7 separate regions of the Mus musculus genome follow, and regions 1, 2, 3, 4, 5 and 7 are each linked to region 6. The links are chromatin contacts, called in public promoter capture Hi-C maps. All regions are on one chromosome and are shown on one strand. Each heading gives the region's core, a stretch centred on a gene start, on an enhancer-like site or on the middle of the called end of the contact. The rest is flanking DNA. Distances are from core to core; before and after follow the strand shown. Region 1 holds the start of Hoxc5 (homeobox C5). Region 2 holds the start of Tmem106c (transmembrane protein 106C). Region 3 holds the start of Rapgef3 (Rap guanine nucleotide exchange factor (GEF) 3). Region 4 holds the start of Rnd1 (Rho family GTPase 1). Region 5 holds the start of Lalba (lactalbumin, alpha). Region 6 holds the start of Slc4a8 (solute carrier family 4 (anion exchanger), member 8). Region 7 holds the start of Fkbp11 (FK506 binding protein 11).

Region 1 (3,445 bases), core at 141-2,640, 2.3 Mb before region 6:
CATCCTGCGGTTCTGGAACCAGATCTTGATCTGTCTCTCGTTGAGACACAAGTTGTTGGCAATCTCTATGCGCCTGCGGCGAGTGAGGTAGCGGTTAAAATGGAATTCTTTCTCGAGTTCCAGGGTCTGGTAGCGCGTGTAACTGGTTCGGGACCGCTTGCCATCCGTCTCTGGAACATAAATTCCCCCAAACCAGGGAGGGATGAATAGCGTGCAGCACTCCAACGTCCCACCCTAGTCCCAGGCCCCACCCGTGGTCGGAGGGAGTAGAGGTGAGCGCGGTGGGACAGGCCAGAAGGGCCGCAGGCGGGCAGGCCCGGTCCCGGGAGAAGCGCCTCCGCCTGGGCAGGAAACTTTCCACCGCCGCCTTCACTCTGCGGCCGGAGGGGCTGAGGGGGGATGGGGGGAAGAGGGAGACCCAGGCTCGGACCGAACAATAAGCACCCTCGAGATCCGAGCACCGGGGACCCCCCTCCCGCCCCTCCCGAGTCGCTGGAATCCTCCGGAGCCGCGAGCACTGGCCGAGCCGGCTCCGCAGGGGAGGGAGGGAGGGAGCCGCGGGGGGATCCCCACTCTGGAGCCCCATGCTCCTCACCCTTCAGATCCCTCTATTTTTTTAACTCCCTCCCTCTCCCCCCAAAATTGAATATTGCCTTTTATACACGTTTTGTTCCTATGATCCAATTATGTCGTCGTAAATTTGGGCGCACACAGCCTCTAAGCCTTTTAGTGGACAGTTTTACGAGCCATTGATGCCTGGATCGTAAAATTTATGGCCGCAGGTTTTTTTTCTTTATTTGCCCCGCATGGCCTATAAAACCCAGGCGGACCCGAGCGCGCAAAATGAAGTCCTAAAGTTTACCGTGGCTCATGTGCAGTTTGGTCATCCACGGGTAAATCTGTGGCGGGGCCGGTGGCTGGCTCAGTCCGGCAGGCTGCCCTGTCTGCGCCTGCTCCTCTTTGATCTCCCCACTGCTCTTAGCTCGCTCCTCCAGCGCCGGGCGAGCCGCCTTCTGACTGTACATCCCAGGGTTCAGAGGAGCCGCTTCGTCTCTGCCCAGAGCGTGTCCCGGAGCGGCCGCGGCGCTGCAGGCGGGGCGGTCGGGGTGAGCCCGGGGGTTGGCAGCCATGTCTACCCCGTGGAGAGAGTTGGAAGGCGCAGGCGGTGGGAAAGTGATGCTTAAGTCCAATCCGCCGTAGCAGTACCTGGATGCCTGCACCTCTGAGGCCGATCCATAGTTCCCACAAGTTTGCATGTTATAGGCAGGGATATTGGGGCTCTGCTTATAGAATGAATTGGCTACGTAGGAGCTCATGGCGGGGAGGGCCCAAAAAAAATTTCTGCACCCTTTTTGATTAAGGGTGATTTGTGACTCTTTGAAGTTGAGGGGGTTTTTGTTCTCCAAAGTGCACAATTTATAGGTGGAGATATCTCTTTCTTTATCCTATGCGCTCTTCCCAAATAAGGGAGCCTTAAATAGAGTCACGTGACTGGAGCGGCCACTCATAAATTTGGCTTGATGACCTCCGGGAGGTTAGTGATGGAAGCCGGCGAAACGCATCTTGATATGTTGGCAAAGCCCGGGGGTTGGGGGGGGGGGGATGAAAGAGAAAGAGAAGCAAGGGGGAGGAAAAAAAAATGGTTCTTGGAATTGGGGGGTAGTCGGGACAACGAGCTCACAGCGACACCTGGTGCCGACTCGGAGGAATTTCATCTTGTAGCATCGCTTGGCCTTCTAGCAGTCAGTTTGTGGAGAAGTTGTTGCTTGTTGGACAAACTAACCCATTGAGCTTGTCTTTAAAATTCTGCTTAAAATTGAGAAAGGATGAGGCCTTATTTATGAATTACACCGGTGGTTTTTGAAACGAATAGTGCCAGTTCCCTACCTCCAGAGCCTTCCAAACTTCAATGATGACTGAGAAAGAGAGTTGGGGTAGCTAAAGCCCAGCGTGGAGAGCCAGGAGGACATATCTTGGGTTACCTAAACTAAAGGTCAAGGTCTCTTGCTTGGGAGGATTGAACTCAGTTTTGATAAAGAGAAGCTTGTCTTGTATGCTTGGAAAAATTAACCTCTGGGAGGTAGGCAGGATACCCAAGAGGAGAGAGGGTTCCTGAATGAGCAGAAGCAGCAGACAGGTCCTGAGGCTGAGAGTCCTAGGTACTCTCTGGGATGTGACTGGAGGTGAGGGGCCAGGTGAACTTGGGTAGACTTCACAATGTTAGGAACCCTAACATGTTGCAAGAGGCAACATTCCTATGCATGTAACTAGACACAATGAACTGGAGGGCCCTTCTACAGCTCTGTGTGGTCTTCATGTGGTACCATGAGAATGCCAGATATTTCAGATGACCCCCAAGAGCATAGAGGGGCAAGATTGAAACCTCCACAAATATTATGAGCAAGGCAGAGATAAAAGTCTGCTTTTGTTCTTTTAGAGGTAAGCTCTTAGCCCAGGTTTCAAGATAGAAGGCTCATGGGGAGGTGGGTGGGCAGGCAGGGAGTCGGGCAACCCAGACACAGTCTTTGGCCAGGGTTTCTTCAACCTTTGGGTCCTATCCCCTTTCTTAGTCCCAGACCCTACTCTTTACTGCCCACATTTCCTCAGGAACTGAGGAACTCTCAGTCTCTGCCAGAACTCTCCCCCCAACCCCCGCTGGCCGAGGATCTGGAGGAGGGGGGCGGTGGCAGGGACCTGGAGAGTCTGGAAAACTCAGACCGATTTTTCCCCCTCCGGGAGACCTCCCACCCACACTTCTTCCCCTAGGCCCACTCAGGTTTCTATGCTGAGCCTTGGGGAAAGAAGGCTGGATCTGAAAAAGGGTTAGGGTCCTACTGTGCCCCTCATGCGCCAGGTTTGAGGAGAGAAGAGGCAGGAACCAGATAGGCTGGGCTGTAAGGAAGAAGGACTTTTGTCTGGCGGGTCAGGAGTCTCAGAACAGGCCAGAACTCAGTTTCCAGTCTTTCTCTTTCCAGTCGTCCTTGGATCGCTCAGTCTCTGCGGACGGACTCCTGAGGTCCTTGGATTGCCAGGGAGCCTCAGCCAGGTTTCACAACAGCCGGCCTGGCGGGCTGGAGGCATGCTTGCTAGTTCTCCTTCTCCCCATTCTGCTGGCAGTGGGTGGGAGCGACCCTAGTGCTCGGATCAGGCTCCTTTTCTTGCATTTTGGGCTCAGGGCTCAGAAGCCGAAGATCCCTGGCTGCTACAGGCAGGAAGAAAGGCCCGCGTGGGGCTTGGAGCCCAACCCGGCTCACTCAAGCTTCCCCGCCCCCAGCGAAAGTCCAGGCGGCCCCTTTCCTCTTTTTCTTTTCCGGGGTGTGTGCTGTTCCGTGTAGGGAGGGTCCCAGAGGCCTCTCAGAACCCCATCTCGGTCAGGAGAACCCGGAGACAGAGGCTCAGCGCCTGGCTGCAGGGCAGGCGAGTGCGGAGGGCTGGGGGCTTTGCA
Region 2 (3,366 bases), core at 133-2,632, 2.8 Mb after region 6:
GAGAGGGGCTGGGAACCCGGAGTGGCCTAGGAAGATGTCTCAGTGGATACAGACGGGATTAGGTCGGCCCACGGGGCGTGTCTGTGAGTGATTTTCTTAACTGGGTTTACTGAAATGTGAAGACCCTCCCTAAATGTGGGTGGCACCCATTTCATAGGCTGTATCTCTGAATGAATAGGGAAGGGGAAACCAGGTACGAGCACTCCTCGCTCGCTGTTTGCTGTGACTATAAGGTGACATAAGCGATTTCAAATTGCTGCTGTTGTATAACTTGTCCTCAGTGATGGAGCTGTGACCTGGAGCTGTGAATCAGAATAAACCTTCATCCCCTAAATTGCCATTGTCAGAGTATTTTATCAGAGCAACCAGAAAAGAAACTAAGGCATTAATAAAGGAGTAGAAATGAAGAAGAGAAAGGGTTCCGAGTGTAAGATTTAAAAAAAACAAAAAACAAAAAACCTGGAGTCTGTCCATTTATCAGGGCAGCGGAGCTGGCTACAATTCAGGGCGGGCTATGACTATGGAGGGCTGGCTGGAGCAGATGCCAGAGTGCTTTCCGTGTGATGGCCGATGGTCTCACCTGCTGGGATGTAGCCTGCTCCTTGGCAGGTGTGACAGGTGATGCTATTTCTCCCAGTGAACTCCACATAGGGGAACTGAGCGATGGCTTCCTCCTGATCTCTATCAGCCAGCAAGTCCTCCGGGTTGTCATCCTTCTTTCGCTGACAAAATGTGAGGGCAGAGGAGTGCTGAGACCCCATGTGTCATCTCCTATATGGGGAGGGGGGTGGTGAGCGCGTGTTAGTGTCCATGTGGGGCCGCTCTAGAGGTAAAAAAAAATCACTTCTGCATAAAGTGCAAAATACTGAGCAAGAGGCTGTTGTTCTAAGTGTGTGCCTGTGTGCGCAACACTGGCAGTTCCTACTGCGGCCTTCCTTTTGCAGCAGTGTCCCGTGTCGTGTCTGGCCTCCCCTCCCCCTGGAATAGGACGGCCCTCGCTGGATTAGGCTCTCTGCCCGGAAGACCCCATCTCCCCTCCTGCTCCCCCACCCCACCCCGCCGCTTCCTCCCCTCTGTTTGCAAACTCAAAAGGCAAACAGGCTGCACCTCGGGCACACAAACAACAGGCACCAGATTAATTAAAGGCCTCAGCGATCCCCATTCTCCTCCACTCCCAGCCGAGGAGGCGGGCTCAGGTCACGCCCCCGCACAAAAAAAGCCACGTTCCGAACGCGTTCAGGCCTCCGAGGCTCGGGAACGCGGGCGCCCCCGGACCTGTGGCGCACCAACTGCTGGCAGTTACTCCCGGGACCACTCCTCCCTCCACCTGCCCGCTCCAGCGAGTCCTCGGCGCGCCTCCGCCCGTGCGCACGCGCAGAACCGCAAGCCCGCCCGAGGACCCGGGCGAGCGCGAGCGCCTGCGCCTGCGCCCTGAGCTCCAGCGCGTCCCTCCTGCCGCGCAGCGGCAGCGCACCTACCCACCGGTAGGGGGCGACAGAGAACCGCGGAGGTGCTCGGAGACAGAACGTCGCTCCTCTATACCCCCAGATCTGAGCTTCCGGATCAGAGCGCTTCTGTGTGAGAGGAGGACGGCCAAAGCCATTCTCTCCGCACAGGGACACGGGGCATAAAGAAACCCAAAACCCAGAACCTGTACTAGGTCCCGGCAGAGGATCTGAATGCCTAAAGAGCTTATGGAGAACCACTGTGACAAGGGGCCTGATTGGAGGCAACTTCCATCGGAGTCCTGCTGGCTAGTCAAAAGAATGAAACCCAAAGCTAAGTTTTGCAAGGTGATCCTATTTCAGGACCACTATCCACAAAAAACGTGGGATGGGCATAAAGGGTTTGAGAGCTCCTCCGAAAGCTAAAGTGCCACAGAAGCGAAATGAAACTGGCGAAGAGGGCTAAAGAGCCCTGTGTGATGGTGCACGGGGCTTCCAGCATCTGAGAGACAGCAGGATCGCCACAAATTCAAATTAGCCTAGAACGTGAGTTTGAGGCCAGCCAGCAAAGTGAGACCCTGTTTTAAGAACAGCAAGAGAAGATTTATTTTATTTAAATGACGACCCTGTAGCCGTCTTCAGACACTCCAGAAGAGGGCATCAGATCTCATTACAGACGGTTGTGAGCCGCCATGTGGTTGCTTGGAATTGAACTGAGGACCTCTGGAAGAGCAGTTAATGATCTTAACAGCTGAGCCATCCCTCCAGCCCTACTTCTATGTCTCTTACTTAAATAAATCTGATGATATTGGGAGAAATAAAGGCTAAGCTAAAAACATATTGTTTGGTTGCAGTTAATGAACTCTGGTGATACTGTTCTGCCCAGTTTGGGGGAAGGTTGTAGATTTTTTTCTAGTAAAAATTCTGTGTCTCCTTAAAGTAGATAGAGACTCAGCTGATCCTCTCACTCTTCCTGTCTGGACTGTGAGCTTGGTATTAGAGATTAAAGTAGCTGTGTTGTGACCAAGAGGCCATGAGGAACTCTGGACAGAAGGATAAAAGAAATCAGGTCCCTGATAGAATTCTGATCTTCCTAGATTTCATGTTCTCACAGTGGGACACAATCCTAATAAATATAGACACAGCGCAAATAAAGAGGAAAGCTTGGTCTGTTAGTTGGTCTTGGTTTTGGAGTTTTTGTTTGGATGGTTTGATTTGGTTGTTTTTTGTTTATTTGTTTTTTTCATAATTTTTTGTATTATTTAAATGCACTTTATACATCAAACATATTAATATTATGGAGTATTTTGAGAATCAAATAATACATAAAATTTTGTTCAACTTTTATATTCATATCCTAAAAATATCATTAATGAATATTTAATACTATCCATAACTGAGGATCCTATATCTAACATTGAATACTAAATTGTTTCAAAACATACAAAATATTCTATTGTAATTAAGCATAGTAAAAGAGCATAAAATATTAAAAATGAATCATTAAGGAATATATTCAAAAGCCCTTATATGATAGCACCTGACATAGTGAGAGAGTATTTAAAATGCATTATATATCTGTGAACATTGTCTAACAATCAGTTTACTTTAAAAAGATTATCAGTGTTTCTAAGAGAGAAATTACTTTATCAGTAAGTATATTTTAAAAATTTCAAAATAGCAAAAACTTTTTGAAGTGAAACATTAAGAAAATGCTAAGTTCTAGCATAGAGAGAAAAATTATCAATAATATTTCCATGATGTTTGTAGAACATGATTTTACTATTTTCAACTGTTAATATTCAACAAACTGTAATTATTTTAAGATATACTTTGTTATGTCTCCCTTTTCATTTCTGATTTTATTAATTTGGATACTTTCTCTTTGCCCTCTGGTTAGTCTGGTTAAGGAAGGGTTTAC
Region 3 (3,529 bases), core at 57-2,556, 3.0 Mb after region 6:
CTCCTTTTAAGCCAAGTATACGAGCTATTCTTCGAATTGTAAGGCAGACTTCTTTCTAGGTTTCCCTCTTTCCTCACAGGGGCAGAGAAATCTTCACTAGTGTGCCTCAAAGGGTGGGCACTACAGACGACCTGTTTGTTCAAAATGTTCATTCAAAGCTCAGACTTTCCATTTCATGCCAATAGGATGGAACCAGAATTTGAGGAGTTAAACCAGTCGTGCCCTTGGGGAGAGAAAAACTGTTGAGACACACACACATTTAAATTCAGTTTTTAAATGATGGTTAAAGTTCTCAGTTCTGGGTGGAAATGGGCTTAGCTATGCTGGATTTAGCCCTCTCTCCCGCTTCCTGGCTTAATGGCAGTGGGAAAGAAGAGAGGAGGCTAGAAAGCTTTAAAACGCTGGGGTGGAACCTGTGCCTTCTTCTAGACCCTCATCAATGTCCTGAGCAATCACCGGGCGCCACGGAAATCACCGTCCCTGGTCACAGTCTGTCCACTAGGAAGCAGGAGCGAGTGAGACGAAGTGCGAAGTGCCGGCCATCTGTGCGGAAGGGGCAAAGAGGCCCAGGGAGGAGGTGTGCTCTGCCTTCACCACCTAGCCGGGCATAGGGGAGCATTTGGGGGGCGGGGCATGGCCCCAAAGCCCAGGCTGTCTTTGAAACTCTGCAACAAATCCGAGTCCCGGCACAGTAAATCCAACCACTTGTCTCTCTCTCCATCTGGAATGCAGTCCCTCCCCGCCAGCCTCAATTTCCCCACCCGCGCCAGTGTATGCGTTTGGGAGGGCAAAGGTGGGAAGCCAGGCAACGAGATTCCCCCACGGGAAGGCTGCCCAGTTCCAGCCCCGGGCTGCTGGAAACCCTGAACCCAAACGGGAGGCCGGACGCCCCAGGCCAGGAAGCGGCCCCAGCCCGGATTTCCCTCCCGGGTGGGGCCGCCATGACTCACTCCCTCCCCCTTCCCTAGTTTCCTTGTTTGCATTTCTCCTCTTGGCCACGTGGCGGCGGGTGCAGCCATCACCGCCCCTAACCCGGCACCCGGGCAGCTGCAGGGGCAGATACCCTAAGGCACTTCCTACCCGCTGAGGCTTCGGGACAGGAGCTTGAACCCACTGACGTAGTCTCGGGTAGGGACTCCATCAGCTGTTGGTTCTGCCCCTTCCCCTATGCCCACCCCTACCGTAAAGCTCGTGCCTGCTCCCCGCCCCCTCGGCCTGTCCGGGGAGGGGAAGGGGCGGGCAGCGCAGGGGGTGTGACAGCTCCCGCCCGGACCAGTGCCAGCTGCAGCTTCGCTTGAACGCCCTGTGCCAGCTGGCTCTTACATCTGGGACGGAGGCGGAGGCTTGGAGTTCTTAGCCTTTGGGAAGGGGTGGGGGCTGCCCCACACCCCCAGCCCTCTATTCACCCAGGACAAACCCTATCTGCCTAGCCCTGCATCTTGCTGCTCCAGGCAACCTGTCTGACTAGGGGCTGGCCCTTCGCTGCATCTCGGGACTCACACTCATACCGCTCCAGGGATCCTGCAGCCTCTTGCTAGGGCGAGCACCGCGGTGTGAGCTGGAGAAGAAACATGAAGGTAAGGTGGGCCGGAGTCAGGGCCAAAGAAAGCTGCTGGAAAGGGCGGGAGAGGAAGCCGACACGTGGGGGAGTTTGGGTGGGAGAGAGTGGCGGGGAGGAGAATTTGAGGAAAAGCTGCTTCTGGGGATCTAGTGTGTGTACAAAGGTGGACATGCCTTCAGGACATGGGTAGTGAGGTGGGGCCGAATTCCAGCCAGAACTGAGAAGAGCCCCATCGTTGTGAGTTGAGTGGAGACCCCTAGGTGCGCCAAGCCAGCAGGACCCGGGGCAGGTCTTCCTGTCCCTCCCCCGGCTCCTGGCAGGGTTGCCGCACCTCCGCATGACCAGTCCAAGTCCAGAGGACGCTAAGCCAGGGGTGGTAGTGGGGAGGTCCAGCTCCTCCGGCCGATGGCTGTCCTCTTTCCTCCCCACATCACAGGTCAGCTGGCCAGGTGAGAACCACTGGCAGGTGGGCCCAGCTGTGGTGGAGAGTCCAGCTGTGGGGGCACCGCAGGTGGGAGGTCTCCCGGACGTGGTTCCGGAGGGCACGCTGCTCAATATGGTGTTGAAGAGAATGCACCGTCCCCGCTGCTGCTCTTACCAGCTAGTGTTCGAGCACCGGCGCCCCAGCTGCATCCAGGGACTCCGCTGGGTGAGTACCGGCCATCTGCCAGGCTGGGTCAGGGCTGGAAGAGTCGGGATTGTAGTGCTGGTGGGCCAGGCAGCTTTCTCCAGAGCAAATTCATCTGGGTGAAGAGAAGGCATTGAAGTTTGGTGGCAGTGTGTGTTTTGCTGGTCACACAATGAGCCTGTATGCCTGTATGCCCCGTGTGTATGGCATGCTGCGCTGCCCCATTCAGCCACCGGTGGGTGAGCAGGAAAGGGTTTTATCATTTATCCATCACTTCCATGTGCCAGGCATGGGCTTACATGTTTGAGTTCTTTCTGTGAGGCAGTGGGAGATGTGGGGCTAGGTCAAATGGGGGTGAAATTAGCTTGGTTACTGTTCCTGACACATCACCGTGGCAACGGTCTCCTTTTGTGAACAATTGAACTGGGCTGAATCTGTTTTTTGGCTCCTGGGGTGAGGTATTTGCGTGGATAAAGCTTGGCACCGGCCACGGGGGACTGAAGAGGTTTCAGGGTGGAGAAGGACTGCTGAAGGAAGCCAGTGAGAAAGACAGGGCTAGGGAGGGGGAAGCCAGGAACCAGGCTCCAGGCTCCAGGAGTCTTCTCTTTCCAACTACTGGGCACAACAGTCCTGTCTGTATGCTCTCTCTCTCTCTCTCTCTCTCTCTCTCCCTCTCCCTCTCCCTCTCCCTCTCTCTCTCTCTCTCTCTCTCTCTCTCTCTCTCCCTCTCTCTCTCTCTCTCTCTCTCTCTCTCTCTCTCTCTCTCTGTGTGTGTGTGTAGGGGGCAGAGGGTACTGTGTGGACGGTGGAGAGAAGACAGGAATGGGTGACAGTCTTAGAGAGGATCATCTCTCACCAGCAAGTCTTTTTGAGTAAAAAAATATCATCATTGGTTATCTCCTTTTCCTACCTTGTCCAAACACTACTTCCATTTCTAATAGAGGACACTGGGCTGAGAAAGCCCCAGGTGGGTCTAGAGGAGACCCTTGGACACTGGAGTTGAGTCCCTGCTAGCCCCTCTCTCCCTGCGTCTTTCTGATAGGGGCGGGGATGGGAGGGGAGGCTTGTCCTACCCCACAACCCTACACAGGCTCTGGGTCAGTCCAGTAGTTCCTGCTGCAATCTAGCCGGCTGGAACCCGCCCTCCCTTTCAGGCTATAATTACTTGTGCATTTCCTGTCCCCTTCCCAGCTTGGGGAAGCTAGGTAGGGGGTAGGAGAAGGTCAGTTACCGGGACAATGAGGTCACTGGGGAATTTCTTGGGATCGGAAGTTTGAGAGGGTGGAGAAGTCCTCTTCAATCTCGTTCTCCCCTAAGACCTCAGAAAGGACGGGCCAGAT
Region 4 (3,495 bases), core at 955-3,454, 2.1 Mb after region 6:
TGTATGTGTGTACTTCTCAAGTTCTGTGAGTAAAAGCATGCCTGTCTGGGTATAGCTTTGCTCTGTGAAGATATAATGAACATACTATAACAGTTTCCCAGTTTCGACTGTGTGATTCGGTGGATTTGTAATCACCCCCTGTCTCCCTTCAACCCTATCACCCTCAGCAGCTTCTAATCTGCCTTCTTATATTTTCATTTCTATTACAGCATATTCTCTCTCTCTCTCTCTCTCTCTCTCTCTCTCTCTCTCTCTCTCTCTCTCTCTCCCTGTGTGTGTGTGTGTGTGTAAGGCTGGGAGAGAAGAACATGGAGGGAATGCTGAACCCTTTCATGTTGTTCTTGGAGGAAACCTGATTCAGGGTTAAGAGAACACAAGGAACCCTATAGACACTTGTAGACCTGTGTTAGGTGAGCCAGAGGGTCGGGGTGGGCAGATCCCGAGGGCGGTCAAGCTGAGGGAAAGGACTCCATCCAGGTTGAGACAGACAAGTCTTCCAGCTGTTCTAGAACTCTTCCAAATCACACTTAGCTCAGGGAAGCCACCAGGACGGTGGGAAAGGACAAAGGGGAAGAATTCCAGAGATTGTCATTTATGTGAAGGCTGAGGTGTCGGGAAAGATGAGGTGAAGAAACTCCTGGAGAGCCTCGAGGAGGGAATAATCACTCAAGGAAACGCTGGATAGTCCACTGGTTCCCTCAGTGACTCCATTCCTGGAAGTAATGGGTGGATGGATGGAGGGGATCCCTGCCCAGCCTGTGAGCCTACAGAGAAGCTGGGAACCATAAGAGTAGACTAGAGGGAGACTGGCTGGACTACATTTCCCAGATAACGTCCATTCTCCGTTATAGTGGGCCTGGCTGTCTTACTAGATCTGTCCATAGGGCCTGTGAAGCCTTTGAAAGGTGCTTATTAATTTCAGGGAAAATGGTCTTGGGTGGGTGGCAATGACTGGCTTATGAGCAAAGCTTGGGGTTGTTCGAGAAGGGACCTCAAGACAACCGTGAGCCAGGGCTGGTGTTCTCTGTCTGAATTTCAGGCCTGAGGCCTGAGGCAAGAAGATGGGCTATATACGGCAAGTTCCAGTGTGATGTTCTCTAAAAAAAATAAAATAAAATAAAATAAAATGAAAGAAAGAAACCAAACCAACAGAACAGGGTAAGGGGAACCCTAGGTTGTTCTCAAGTTTGCCCTAAACTGCCCCTCCCCCAATTCTCTGGAGGCCTCACGGGACTTCCTTGGTGGCCAGTGGCTTATATGAGCTGTGTACTTCCATAGCTCTGTCTAGTAGAGGGGTCTGCAGAAGCCGTGGAGGCTTGCAGGCTAGGGCCAGTCGGCGGCAGTTTGTAGTTTATCTCAGTCTACAATGATTGGTTTTCAATTTCTAATCCCTGAGGCCCAGCCCTGGCATCCAGGCTGGACTCTCACTAGGTGACACTATCAGTGCGTCAGAATCCGTGGCTATCAGCCTGGAACTAGACCTGCCCTGGATTCATCTCGGACACTGAAGCCAGGCCACAGAACAAAACACCTTCACTCTTGCTTGCCAGGCCTGGCATGAGCTGGCTCCTGGCTGGCAGAAAGCAGCTTGTTTGGTCTTTCTCTCTCCTGTTCCTACTTGAAAGACGCCCTCCTTTGTTTTCTTTGCCTATCTCTGGGTCAAGTTATTTTTTGTTTGTCTTGTTTTGTTTTCTTGGTTTGTTTTGGGGAAGGCGATTCCTGAGGAAGGGAGTCGGGCTGTAAAAGAGGGGCAGCAGAGACTTCTATTAGGAGATCCCAGAAGTGGAACCAGTGTGAATAGGAACTATATAAAATTAAGGAGTCACCCTCTCCCCCGAGAGATGCCACCCACCTGTCCATAGTTTAGGCAGGTCCTGCTGTCTTCCTGGGACAGACAGCCTGATTCTATAGCTCTTTGTGGGTCTTGACACTAACTCATAGACACTCAGAGATCACTAAGTTTTACTTCCAGTCCCCTCCTGACCTCCTAACAGCAACACAAAAAGCGTGGGAATCCCCTTCCAAGAGGAAGCCACCGTGCAGCTTTAACAGAAAGGGAAGGGAGGAAGAGGGCGCTGACTCGGAGTCTCCTACTATTGGCTGCAGCAGGGGATCCCACCTTAGGGATTGGCCTGGACAGAGTCCGCCTCCTCTTGTGATTGGATCAGTCTGAGACTTATAGCGGAGCCTTACGAGCCTCCGCCTCAGTCGGAGGCAGGCAGGCAGGGAACCCGCGCTAGTGTGCTAGTGCGGACACTTGAGGCGCGACCTCCTCCTCCCTGAACCCGAGTCCACGTCCCTCCGAGGCTGCAGCCATGAAGGAGAGACGGGCACCGCAGCCAGTGGTGGTCAGGTGTAAGCTCGTCCTGGTGGGAGACGTGCAGTGTGGGAAGACGGCGATGTTACAGGTGCTAGCGAAAGACTGCTATCCCGAGGTGAGCTTCCCTGCCGTCCCGGGGTCGATCCCCCACCTGTCCGGGACAGCGCTCTCCACCACCCGCAGGCCGCCCCACCCTGCCTTGCCTTCTGGCTGGAGGACTGCCCTGTCTTGCTTCCCTAGAGACCTGACCCACTTCTGCCGCCCGGTCGGCTCCTCCTCACCTCTTTACCCATCATATCCCCTCCCACTTGCCTTCATCCCTGAGACCTGGAGGCTCCCGAGAGCTTGGGCTTCATTCTTGACGCAGTACCTGCCTGCCCCTCCTATAAGGCTCTGTGAGGGTGCCCTCCCCAACCCCCCCCCCCCCCCCCGCGCAGGCTTCTGCTGTTTTGCCTGTTCACCTGTGCCAAAGGACTAGAGGGCAGAAGACAGAGGTTAAAACTGGCTTGTGGCTCTGAAAAATGGGACACACATTTAGAGATGTGAGGAAAATGCGAATGTATGTGTCTCAGACTAGCTAGGATGTAGGGGGTTTGTCCCAGGCTGGGGAGCGAAGGCCAATACCTCTACAGTCCCCAATGGCTCCCCCTCCTCTGGCTTCTCGCCATCTGACACTTTGGTGTTTCTCGGCGCATGTGTAGCCAACGCTTGGTGTGGGGTTCTGAGGGCATGCTGCTGCCGGGGTGTGAGTGTTTCCTGTCTCCTCGCAGACCTATGTGCCTACCGTGTTTGAGAATTACACAGCCTGTTTGGAGACAGAGGAACAGAGAGTGGAGCTTAGTCTCTGGGACACCTCAGGTAAGAGTGTACCCCCAAATGCCCCATCCTACCACCATTGGCTAGCCGCAGTTGCTGCTTTTTTAAGGGGGGGGGGGCTGGGAATCCACCTTTGAAGATAGGTGCTTGCCAGGAAAGCGAAGGAAAGAATGTAAAAAATTCTTTGGTTGGGGCTTTGATGATTTTAGAGGATCCTGGAAGGCAGTGAACAAGCCTGGGTGCCACTTGGGTCTCTGGTCTAGTTCACCTCTGGATGGTGAGGTGAAGGGAGCCCTGAGAACTCCCCGGGAGTACCAGACGTCTCCTCTGTCTCTGTCTCTCTCCTCTCCCTTCCTCTC
Region 5 (3,817 bases), core at 373-2,872, 2.3 Mb after region 6:
TCATGCAGTCCTCTCCTGTGTGGTCCATGGTCATCTTTCCATCCCCACTGAGTCCCCATGGGACTTGCTCAGTGTGACAGAATTCCCGTTCTTGTCCCATACCCTCCCAGTCCTTCCGGGTAGAACACAGGAGACCCGCAGAGTCAGCATGCTTGCAGTGTTTCTGAGCATGCGTCTCTTTCCATTCAGGGGTTTCTGTTCATCCATCTTGGGTTTCACATCCTCCACACGAGTTTCAGTCATGCTGTGTTATACACTGGTTACACTGTGTAGAGGGGGATGGGGTTGAACAGAGAAGAGTGTCTCTGTCTCTGAAGATTTACAGATAATAACCAGTTGGAAGACTTCCAGTTTATAAGTCTTAGGTGGCTTGGTTAGGATGGAGACCTCGGGAGACGTCAAAAAAAAAAAATCAGGTTCATAAAATGAGCACAGGCAGGAAGGAGGGAAAGGATTATTGATGCCATGAGTGTAGTACTCCATGACAGAAAATTACAGGAATTATTTGAAACTAGTACCTGGCCCTGACTTGCTTAGGGGAGATACCTATTATAGCTTACCCAGGACCCTTTCCTGTCTGTGGCCAACCTTCGCTATCAAGGACCACTTACCCAAGAACAATGTTGCTATGAACAATGTTGCTATGAACAATGTTGCTATTAACAATGTTGCTATGGAATTAGCCTTGGATTGACACAATGTCTTAGTGACACCAAAAAGCATCTAGCTAGTTATGGCAGAGGCGATTGAGGGCAGGGCGCTTGGCAGTTTCTCTCTCTCTCTCTCTCTCTTTCTTTTTATTTTTCTTTTTTTGTTTTTTTGAGACAGGGTTTCTCTTTGTAGCTCTGGCTGTCCTGGAACTCACTCTGTAGACCAGGCTGGCCTCGAACTCAGAAATCTGCCTGCCTCTGCCACCCAAGTGCTGGGATTAAAGGCGTGCGCCACCACTGCCCGGCGCTTGGCAGTTTCTTATAGAACAGCTAGATATTTTTACACAAAACTTTTCACATTATCTATCTCCCTCCATAGGAAGTCTTGGGATCCAAGTAGTAGTTGAGTCTCATGCTAAATGCCACCATGTTCCATCCCTTTTCCCAAGGCTCTCAGTTATGAGTCTCCATATCAAGGGGCTTTCCTGGACTTTGTCCTATGGCTAGGTTGGACAGACAAATATCACCTTTGATCCTAGGATGTGATACATCCCCTTTCCACGTTCTGTATGTGTTTAGGGGTAAGCATGGAGTTGGCTGTAGCCAACTGTGTTTTCCAGTCACCTCCCTTGTATTGTCTCTGAAGCCTCCTTTGTTCCAAAAGTAGGTTAAGGAAATCCTGCTTCCTGGAAGCAGCCCTAAAAGAAATGAAGGTTTACCAGAGCCAAGTGAGAAGCTGGGTCATGTGTGGAATTATGTGGGAAGAAAACAATACTTGGTATTGACTGGATGCAGGAGATGGGGGGAGGGTGGCAGGATGGAGGGAGGCTGGCAGGCTCAGGGTTTCTATTTTGGCATAAGCATCTCTTCATCATTGTCTTCCTAGAGAGAAGGCCCGGTGCCAGGAGGCCAGAGGCCTTCTTCATACATAAAAGCAGATGAAGTGAGCGGTGTCTGCATTACAAGGTCCAGGAGCAGTCAAAATGATGCATTTCGTTCCTTTGTTCCTGGTGTGTATTTTGTCGTTGCCTGCCTTTCAAGCCACAGAGCTTACAAAATGCAAGGTGTCCCATGCCATTAAAGACATAGATGGCTATCAAGGCATCTCTTTGCTTGAATGTGAGTTCATACTACGTCCCTGCTTCCTTCCATTCCCACCTCTCCCTTCTCCTCCTTCTCTGTCTCCTCGTGGTGTGGTCTCGTACCTCTTCTTGTTCTGTCTTGACCTCTTGTATTCAATTACTTCTCCTGCCCTGCCTGTCTCCCATTGTCTGGCCTTTCTCATTTCACCAAGATAATCTGGACTTCACCACTTTTGGAGATTGGTTGGGAAGCCCCCCCCCCCCCCCCCCCGGGAAACCAGTGTTTCAATTATGGTACTCTGAGACATCTCTGAGAAAGTTCTTTCTTCTGTCTCCCTCAGGGGCCTGTGTTTTATTTCATACCAGTGGCTACGACACACAAGCTGTTGTCAACGACAACGGCAGCACAGAGTACGGACTCTTCCAGATCAGTGACAGATTTTGGTGTAAAAGTAGTGAGTTCCCCGAGTCGGAGAACATCTGTGGCATCTCCTGTGACAGTGAGTATCCTCTTTCACCACACTCTTCTGTATCTCTACAGCCTGCCTCCGAGTCCTCCCAGGCAGCCTCCTTGTTGGTACCCAGCATGTCTCAGGTGTGCTGGGTACCATATGACTTGAGATAGCAGTGCTTAGTAAGAACCTGGTCACTGGTCATGATCTCCACATGCCCAGAGAGTCCCCTAAGGTTCAGGGAAGGGTAGTTTGGGACACTTGTGAGTCTTGAAGTCTGATACGCTGTATTTTCAGGGCGTGATGAATCTGATGCTGTCTCGTGAGGTGTCCTAGGGAAGGGAATGGAGTTCCCATGGAGGGGAGGCATTATCAGACTGGCCGTTTCATATAGAAAGTCTCTAGGCCAAACCTTCAACTCAGAACCAGTTCCCCTGACTCTGGGGCCAGAGGAACCAGTCCACTGAGCTGTACTTCTTATTTGTCTTGTTCCTTCCTGCACTCTGTTATAACAGAGTTATTGGATGACGAGTTGGATGATGACATAGCGTGTGCCAAGAAGATCCTGGCTATCAAAGGAATCGACTACTGGTAAGTCGTCGTCTTTGCTCTCTTCTGACCTCCCTCTCCAGACCATTTAATTTTGGATGGAGTCTCCAAAACAAAACTCATCTAGAGTCCCAAAGGTCTACATTTAAAATGCTTCTTCGTGTCATTTTTGTGTGACAACTTCCCCGATATGAAGTTCCATGTTGGAAGACTGATGTCCAGGACTCTCTTCCCCTGGCCAGTTCTCATCCTTAAAGCCCTTGTGGTATTATTCCACATCTTTCCTAGATCTGAACTCTTATTGATTTTATTATTATTATTTTGGCTTGTTGAGAGAGGTTTTTGTGAGTGAGTGTTTGTGTGTGTATGTGTGTGTCTGTGGTATGTGTGTGTAGCCCTGGCTATCCTCGAACTCACTCCGTAGACCAGGCTGGCCTCAAACTCACAGAGATTTGCTTACCTATGCCTTCCGAGTGCTCAGATTAAAGCCATGCTCCACTAGTCCTATTATTATCATTGTTATTGTTGTTGTTATTATTATAGTGAGCCTCATTCCACTTAGAAGCCCATGCCATTTCTTCTCTACAATCTTTCACCTCACCCTGAGGACGAACCTAAATGCAGCTTTATGCTAGTCACTGACAACCATCATTAAGAGGGGAGAAAGTGTGTGTGTGTGCACGTGCGCATGTGAGATAGCTGAGCAAAGTATGATGATATACACGTATGAAAATGTCATAACGGAACAGTTATTTGGCATAGTTAAGTTAAATAGAAAGTTCCAGCCAGCCCATTCATTTTGTCCATTTCTTTTGTGATCAGGAAAGCCTACAAGCCCATGTGCTCTGAGAAGCTTGAACAGTGGCGTTGTGAGAAGCCCTGAGCCCCCCCCCCCCCCCCCCCCGTCCTTGCTGCTCCTGCCCCGTGGTCAGGAATGCCTCTTCCCTAAGGCTACCTCAGCTTGGCTCTTGCTATTCCTGTGAAGATGATCTGCCTCTGAGCCTTGTACCCTGTAGTGACACCACCGGACTCTAGAGGACTTTTTTTTCCCTATGGGAGTGTGACTGGCGCACTGGACTGCAAA
Region 6 (3,379 bases), core at 678-3,177:
ATGTAGTTTTTGTTGTTGTTTGGTTTTGGGTTGTTTTTTTTTTTTTTTTTTTTTGAAACAGGGTCTCATGATGTAGTCTATGCTGACCTCAAACACACAATCCTCCTGCCTCAGGAGGACTAGGACTACAGTGTTTTGTTTGGTTGACTTTGGGAAGCAGGGAAGGTAGAGTGTTTGTTCTGGCATGAAGACCTGAATCCAGACTCCCAGGACCCGTGTTAAAGCATACCAGCATTCGGGGCGGGTGAGAGGACCTCACCATAGGCTGATCCCAAGGGCTCATGGCCAGCTGATGTTCAGTGTAAGAACATGTATGAATAAATAAGGTGAATACCAGATATCAAACTCTGGCCAGCCACCACATGAGTGCTCGGGCACACACACACACACACACACAGGCATCCACACACAATTCTTACTTCTAGCCAGGGTATGGCTCAGTGGTAGAGCCTTTGCATAGCAAGTAGAAGGCAGTCCATCCCCAGAACCGCCAAAGGCAAAAAAACCAACCAACCAAACAAACAAAAACGCTAATTCTCCTTTTCTACCAGCTGGAAGAGGCAAGAGCATGGCCTATTTTTGCTCACTGTCTCCCAAACAAAGGTTGACTATAACATAGCATGTCATAAGATCAGATGGGGAAAGGTTTTCCAAGATCTTAGATCTATTTTTGTGACTGGCAAGCAAAGGCTACTTGCCGGGAAGAGGGGCAGGGTGTGTCATGCCCACTTCATTCACCACATGCAGGAAGTTCTCCATGCCTCCTCCCAGAACCCACTCCTGATGTCAACATGGCATTTGCTTCCAAGACCCGCCACCCTTCCTGCTTCGGTACTAGTCTCCGGCTCAGCTCCCTTCCCTCCTTCAAACCCTCTTGGCACAGCAGTAACCACACCTGATCGGGTTTCACAAGAAAGCCGGTGTGAGAATTCAAAAAGCTACTACTCACTGGATATCACACAATAAACTGTGTTTCACGGAGTCCTTAAAACAGCCTTGTGAAGTAAACCGTACACATATTTCCATTTTAATAGATGGGGAAACCGAGGTTCCAAGAGACAGGTAGCTTACTCAGATCGCGAAGCCTATGAGAAGCAGGTTGGAACCTGTACCCACTGACCCTTCACACCTAGTCCAATGCTTCCTAACATTAGCCGCCCCTGTTGTTCTAGGTAAGGCTGGTGGTGTCGGCGCTGTTGACACCTCACGGCTCCCCTGGTTCATGTGCATCCATACCCAGAACTTGTCAGCTGTCTGGGCAGCACGGAGGGATCCACAAAGCCGGCTACATTCTCAGGGCTGTTCCCAGCCTCCCGGTCTTTGCAAGGTTTCCTCTGAGTCACTGAGGAAACAGAGTCAAAACACAAAGACCCGCGCAAGGTCCCTGGATTCCCTCTCGTCCACCTACAGCATAACTAGGCAAGGCCAGAAGCCGGTGTGGGCCGCCAACCGGGACCCGCGGACAGAGGTCACTGCTCCGGGACACCGGGCAGCCGGCGACGCAGGGGATGCTGCAGTGCCGGCGGCTCCGGGCTCGGCCCAAGGTCACCCTCCCCGGCCACCCGGAGCGCCCCCTGGCGTCCCGTGCGGGCCTCCCCCCTGCCCTCGGGGACACGCCTGGAACCCCGGCTGGGGCAGGAGCGGGGCGGTGGGCAGAACACCGAGGCTGAGCCGGGGAGGAGCGGGAGGCGGGGCCCACCTGATAGCTGAGGACGCCGTCCGGCTCGTTGCTCCCGGCGGGCATGGCCGGGCGGAGCCTGGTCTCGCCGGTAGGTTCCAGGTTGAGCTGCAGCAGTCCGCGCCCTGTAGTCCAGTGTGAGACGATCGCACGCGCAGCGACCCCTACCCTGGATCCAAGGATCGGTCAACCATCAACCGGCGCCACCTTCATAGCCATCAGCCCGCGAGGCGCCCGCAGCAGCCAATCAGAGGGCGCCCCGAGCAGCCAATCAGCGCGCGGAGCACGGGAGGACGCTGTCCGGCGGTACCCTGGGCTACCAGGAAGAAGGGAGGAGGGCGCCAGAGAGCCAACCCCCTCCCCGCGCCGGTTGCCTTAGAAACCGCCTCCCCCCTTAGGGGGCCTCCGGGCTCCGAGGTCCTTCCTACTGCTTGCTAGGAACTGAAAATCCCTGCCTCTGTTTGCAGCTGCACCTGACTCTTGGGAAAGTGTCAGGTTTACCTGTTCTGATTTTATTCCTCGGAAGATGGGTTTTAAATTAATAGAAAATTTCCCTCCGAAACCAAGATGGCAGGAGGAAGTAATGAGAAGAGAGAGCCTTCTAAAATTACTTTTAACCCTTGAGTTAGTGGCCAGATTGAAGAGCGTTAGAGAGCAGCAGACAGGAAGCAGTCAAAGAGGCTGAGACTCGGGTCTCCCCAGTCTAAGACTGACAGCAGACAGTGGGGGTTGAGCTGAGGGTGATTTCAACGTGTCCAAAAGACATACTGTAAGACGAATTATTGTTCAGCAGCGGAACTAACCGATCTGAGGCGAGGTTGGAAAGTGAGGAGTAAGGCATTCGACTTGATCTGAGTTTAAAAGGAAACAGAGTAGGTTAACCATCCGTAGCTTGAGAGAAAGAAAGGGGCCTTTGTCTTCTGTCTCCTGAGAGTGGAGGTGAGTCCAAGCCATTGAGGGGAAAGGGATCGTGGCAATCAATCTCAGCCTCTGCCAAAACTGCAGAAAGGAGCATGACCCAGTACATGTCAAAGTTCAACCCTTATGGTGGTGCAGGCTCATCTAGCCCTCAGGAGGCTGAGGCAGGATAGCAGCAAGTTCAAGCCTGCCTAGACTTCCTGGTTAGACCTTATCTCACACAAAAATATTTTTTTTCAATCTCCACATATCATCAGTACACACTGTAATCAAAATAAGAAACAAGATTGGGCCTTAATGTCTCTGGAGCTGGGGAAATGGCTCGGTCTAAAAAGTTCTTACCATATAAGTGTGAGGAGCAGAGTTCAATCCGCAGCACCTAGGAAAACTGGGTCTGGAGGCAAAAGCTTGTGATCTCAGTGCTGGGGAAGGTAGAGACGGCAGAGTCCCCGGAGCTTGCCAGCCAGCCTCAGTCTCAACCAATCCATGATGAGCTGCAGACTTGGTGGGAGATTCTGTCAGAGAGTGCTGGAGAGACAGCTCAGCAGCTAAGGGAACTTGTTGCTGTTCTAGAGGACCTGGGTTGGGTTCCGGGTCCTCCATGGAGGCTCATAACCATCCAGAATGCCAGTCCCAGGGAATTTTTTCATCTCTTCTGAGCTCCTCAGGTGCAAGAAATAAATGTAGCACACAGACATAGATGCAGGCAGAACACCAATGCACATTAGAAAAAAAAAAAAATAGCCTCGCAGTGGTGGCACACACCTTTAATCCCAGCACTTG
Region 7 (3,364 bases), core at 702-3,201, 2.0 Mb after region 6:
TTATATTTTTATTCATTTATTTTTGGTGCTTGGGAATTATACTCTAGGAATAAAGCGCCTGGTAGAAAGTGGCACACATCTTTAATCCCAGCACTCAGGAAGCAGAGGCAGACAAATCTCTGCGTTCCAGGACAGCCTGGTCTATAGAGCAAGGTCCAAGCCAGCCAGGTTTACACAAAGAAACCTAGTGTGGAAAAGACAAAACCAACCAACCAAAACAAAACAAGCATTCTCTCACTGAGCTACCTCCCTAGCCACATGCACAGAAGTTAGGCACACATTTGACGGGTTTAAAGTGCATCTATAAAACCCCATATCCTCAAGACACAGCATGCTACCAACCCCAGGAATTCCTGCCGCCTGTGGCTTCAGTTAGTATTTGAGGGGGGTTTTATGTAGCCATGCTGGGGTTCAAGGTGTGCACCACCCTATCCCACTGTACCAATTCAGGTTCCAGTGTTTTGTTTTTGTTGCTTCTTTAAAGAGAGTTTGACTGTGTAGTCCTACATGGCCTGAAACTCAGGAATTTGTCTGCCTCTGCCCCCTGAGTGTTGGAATTAAAGGTGTGTACCACAACATCTGGAAGGCAGGGTTTTGCTTTTTTTTTTTTAAGATTTATTTTTATTGTGTATATGGACACTAGACGAGGGCATTGGAGTCCTTGGAGCTAGAGTTACAGACTTTTTGAGCCATCTGATGTGTGTGCAGGGAATTGGTCTTTGGAAGAGCAGCAAACTCTCTTAAGCACTGAGCCATCTATCCAGCCTCTGACAATGAGCATTTAAAAAATAATTCCTGGGTTAGGGGTGTTAACTAAGGCGCTTGCCAGGTATGAGCAGAGCCCTGCCTGGACTGGATCCCCAATACCACAAAGCCACCCCCAGAGAACATGAGAGCTTAATTAGAATGATAGCATTATATATGGAGGCACTCGCTAATGGGGCTGGAAGAGGAAATCCCAAAGGAAACTGGTTGGGTATTAGAGATGGAAGAAATCTCAGAATGTCGGTACAGGAGAACCACCAAGACAGCCAGGTCAGGGAGGTCAGGTTCTTCCAAATAAGAGGAAGTGTGTGTTGGGTGTGTGTGTGTGTAGTCTGAGCTGCTGGCCAGACACACAGGTGGAATTGTGTTTACAACCGGTATCAATGCTAAAGAAGACAACGAACCAAGAAACAGCCTGAGAATAAATATGGTATGGAAGGACACCATGCCAGACAGCCTTTGAGTGAGTGACCAGGAGCTGGGTACCACAGCTTAGGTTGTCAGTGAGTGTTCAGACCATGAAATTCGAAACTGGTAAGGCTGCCTAAAATTACTTGAGCCCCCTTTAAAAACTGAAGTCCTTGCATAAACACAAGACTGGTGTCCGTGCTGCTGTTGTGAAAAGGATTTGTGGAAAACAGGAAGGAAACGCCATTGCTGGTAGGAGAAGATCTGTGATGGATCACTTTTTACAGGAAGATGCCCCGTAATGCTTCCCAAGACAGGAGGCTGGAGAAGCCGCCAGCTCTTTCTGGACATACCCGAGAGCAGAATGAACAGGAGTGTGAAGGGTCAGCCGACTTGGACACCTGCCTCTGGGCTTAGTGGAAAGGGACAGATCTTAGAAGACCGAGCAGAGCACAAATGCTAGCCCTGTGCTTGAGTACTGTCACCAGTTGCCATGTTAACCTTGGGCAAGTGCCCTAGCTATGAAATGGGGACAAGTGTGTGCCTCCCTTTCCTGGCCATTCGCAGGTTAGAGACAAACGAACGCCCCTCTTTACAGTTGGTAATGGCAAATATGTGCTATTACATGATCCAGCCGTCGTCATGGGTCAGAAAGACTGTTAGATGGGTCACCATCCGCGACCTCCATCACAGGTTAGGGAATTCTGCAGTCTCTTCCCCTCTAGGAGGTGGGGACAAAGTGGAGGGAGGGCTGCAAGAGGAGGAGGAGGAGGAGCTAGCGCCTTGAAAACCCGCCCATACCAGTCTGGCCTGGAGTGAGGGAACCCGTCCTGGTCGCGTGCACCCGAACAGCCTGCCCTGGTATCCTGGTGCTCTGACCCGGTCCAATCATGACCCTGAGCCCTTTGCTCCTACCACTCCAGCTGTTACTGCTGCTACTGTTCAGTGGGGCGGTGTGCCGGGCTGAGGCTGGGCCAGAAACCGAAAGTCCTGTCCGGACCCTCCAAGTGGAGACCCTGGTGAGGAGACTGTGGTGCCACTCCCCTCCCCCCACCCCATGTCCCGCCGTTCCCCTTTACGGCCAGGGATCGCGGGGAAGCCTGGGACTCTAAATGGTCCTGTGAGAGTGAAGAGGAAAGAAGCGAAGGAACTGAGTTGGGGGAAAAGGTGCTGGGTCTCCAGAGGAGCTTAGGAGGAGCAGCCTTGACCCTTGTAGTCTGATCGTAGGTGCAGCCCCCTGAATCGTGCACGGAATCTGCTGCCATTGGAGACACGCTCCACATACACTACACGGTGAGGGGCTTGGGGGTCCGGGGCGTGGCCTGGGAGGGGCGGCGCCCGGCTGAAACACGTCAGCTTTGGCTTGGACACGTGGCAAGCTATCCTAGAGAACTTGAGTCCTAGGATCAGCCCGCACGTGGGGGCGTCCTCTCGCCTGCTTCTCTTTCTTCCTTGTTTTCTGCCGATTCCTCTCCAGCGCTGAGAAAAGAAGGATAGAGAGAGCTCCAAGAAGCGCCAGCCCCGTGGGGCTTCCTGTTCCTTCTTGCCCATGGTGGTGGTGGGTGGAAGGAGATGGGGACAGGACACAAGTTTGTTAAAGGGGTTGCTTCCTTCCGGGTGGTCCCAAATTGTGGGAAGAATGGTGGGTTTAGACCCACCATTTTTTTTTGTCTTCAGGGCAGTTTGGTAGATGGACGCATTATTGACACTTCTCTGACCAGAGATCCTCTGGTCATAGAACTCGGCCAAAAGCAGGTGATTCCAGGTATGTGCCCCGTGCCTCTGACCTCTCCCTAGCCTAAGCCCTTGCTTGCTTGCCGGCTGTATTGCTCTGGAACAGCCGCTAGAATGAAAAGGATCCCAAGGCTCTCCCGCTACCTCAGACTCCACTTCTAACACTCTTCTTGCCCCACACATCACTGCGGCAGAGAGTCTGAGAAGTGGAGCTAAGCTCATTTGATGACGGGGAGCCTTTGATTTTCCTCTTGGGTACTGTGGGGAAGATATGTAGCTTCTAGTTCAGTTTTGCCTTCTTCCTCAAGGTCTGGAGCAGAGCCTTTTGGACATGTGTGTGGGGTGAGTATCTGAAGGCCGGGGCCTGACTGCTCCTTTTTCCGGGTAGAAGGTTTCTCTGTCATCCCTTCTCCAGTGGCAGGACGTTGTAGAGTAAAGGGCCCCTGACTTCATACTG

Evidence for each region. Promoter capture Hi-C pulls out the DNA fragments that hold promoters and counts their contacts.
Region 1: a promoter capture Hi-C map of liver shows a contact between it and region 6, with 2.6 times the contacts expected there. The contact joins the promoter of Hoxc5 here to the promoter of Slc4a8 in region 6. A contact is called at or near these places in 4 of 39 promoter capture datasets (the SN4741 cell line, cranial neural crest, liver and 1 more).
Region 2: a contact with region 6 is called in a promoter capture Hi-C map of liver, with 4 times the contacts expected there. The contact joins the promoter of Tmem106c here to the promoter of Slc4a8 in region 6. A contact is called at or near these places in 3 of 39 promoter capture datasets (liver and pre-B cells).
Region 3: a promoter capture Hi-C map of liver shows a contact between it and region 6, with 4 times the contacts expected there. The contact joins the promoter of Rapgef3 here to the promoter of Slc4a8 in region 6. A contact is called at or near these places in 3 of 39 promoter capture datasets (liver and pre-B cells).
Region 4: a promoter capture Hi-C map of liver shows a contact between it and region 6, with 4 times the contacts expected there. The contact joins the promoter of Rnd1 here to the promoter of Slc4a8 in region 6. A contact is called at or near these places in 4 of 39 promoter capture datasets (hippocampal neurons, liver and pre-B cells).
Region 5: a contact with region 6 is called in a promoter capture Hi-C map of liver, with 6 times the contacts expected there. The contact joins the promoter of Lalba here to the promoter of Slc4a8 in region 6. A contact is called at or near these places in 3 of 39 promoter capture datasets (liver and pre-B cells).
Region 7: a contact with region 6 is called in a promoter capture Hi-C map of liver, with 4 times the contacts expected there. The contact joins the promoter of Fkbp11 here to the promoter of Slc4a8 in region 6. A contact is called at or near these places in 2 of 39 promoter capture datasets (liver and pre-B cells).

Annotation. Positions count from the first base shown.
Region 1 is chr15:103,011,953-103,015,397 of GRCm38.p6, reverse strand. It overlaps Hoxc5 (homeobox C5), which reads right to left and starts at 1,390. Exons shown (of 2, transcript NM_175730.5): 1 at 863-1,390; 2 at 1-170. The coding sequence starts at 1,316. It overlaps Mir615 (microRNA 615), which reads right to left and starts at 488; the gene lies at 397-488.
Region 2 is chr15:97,962,245-97,965,610 of GRCm38.p6, reverse strand. Tmem106c (transmembrane protein 106C) reads right to left here and starts at 1,382. Exons shown (of 8, transcript NM_001252153.1): 1 at 1,276-1,382; 2 at 581-771. The coding sequence starts at 761.
Region 3 is chr15:97,765,443-97,768,971 of GRCm38.p6, reverse strand. Rapgef3 (Rap guanine nucleotide exchange factor (GEF) 3) reads left to right here and starts at 1,306. Exons shown (of 28, transcript NM_001177810.1): 1 at 1,306-1,577; 2 at 1,998-2,210. The coding sequence starts at 1,572. Rapgef3os2 (a long non-coding RNA gene) reads right to left here. Exons shown (of 3, transcript XR_384421.2): 2 at 1,081-2,304; 3 at 135-597.
Region 4 is chr15:98,676,170-98,679,664 of GRCm38.p6, reverse strand. It overlaps Rnd1 (Rho family GTPase 1), which reads left to right and starts at 2,204. Exons shown (of 5, transcript NM_172612.3): 1 at 2,204-2,435; 2 at 3,091-3,178. The coding sequence starts at 2,316.
Region 5 is chr15:98,480,488-98,484,304 of GRCm38.p6, reverse strand. Lalba (lactalbumin, alpha) reads left to right here and starts at 1,622. Exons shown (of 4, transcript NM_010679.1): 1 at 1,622-1,769; 2 at 2,074-2,232; 3 at 2,700-2,775; 4 at 3,556-3,817. The coding sequence starts at 1,634. The coding sequence ends at 3,616.
Region 6 is chr15:100,760,295-100,763,673 of GRCm38.p6, reverse strand. It overlaps Slc4a8 (solute carrier family 4 (anion exchanger), member 8), which reads right to left and starts at 1,927. Exons shown (of 25, transcript NM_021530.2): 1 at 1,700-1,927. The coding sequence starts at 1,744. It overlaps Gm52175 (a long non-coding RNA gene), which reads left to right. Exons shown (of 3, transcript XR_003951485.1): 3 at 748-985.
Region 7 is chr15:98,726,785-98,730,148 of GRCm38.p6, reverse strand. Fkbp11 (FK506 binding protein 11) reads left to right here and starts at 1,951. Exons shown (of 6, transcript NM_024169.4): 1 at 1,951-2,192; 2 at 2,401-2,466; 3 at 2,851-2,938; 4 at 3,216-3,249. The coding sequence starts at 2,064.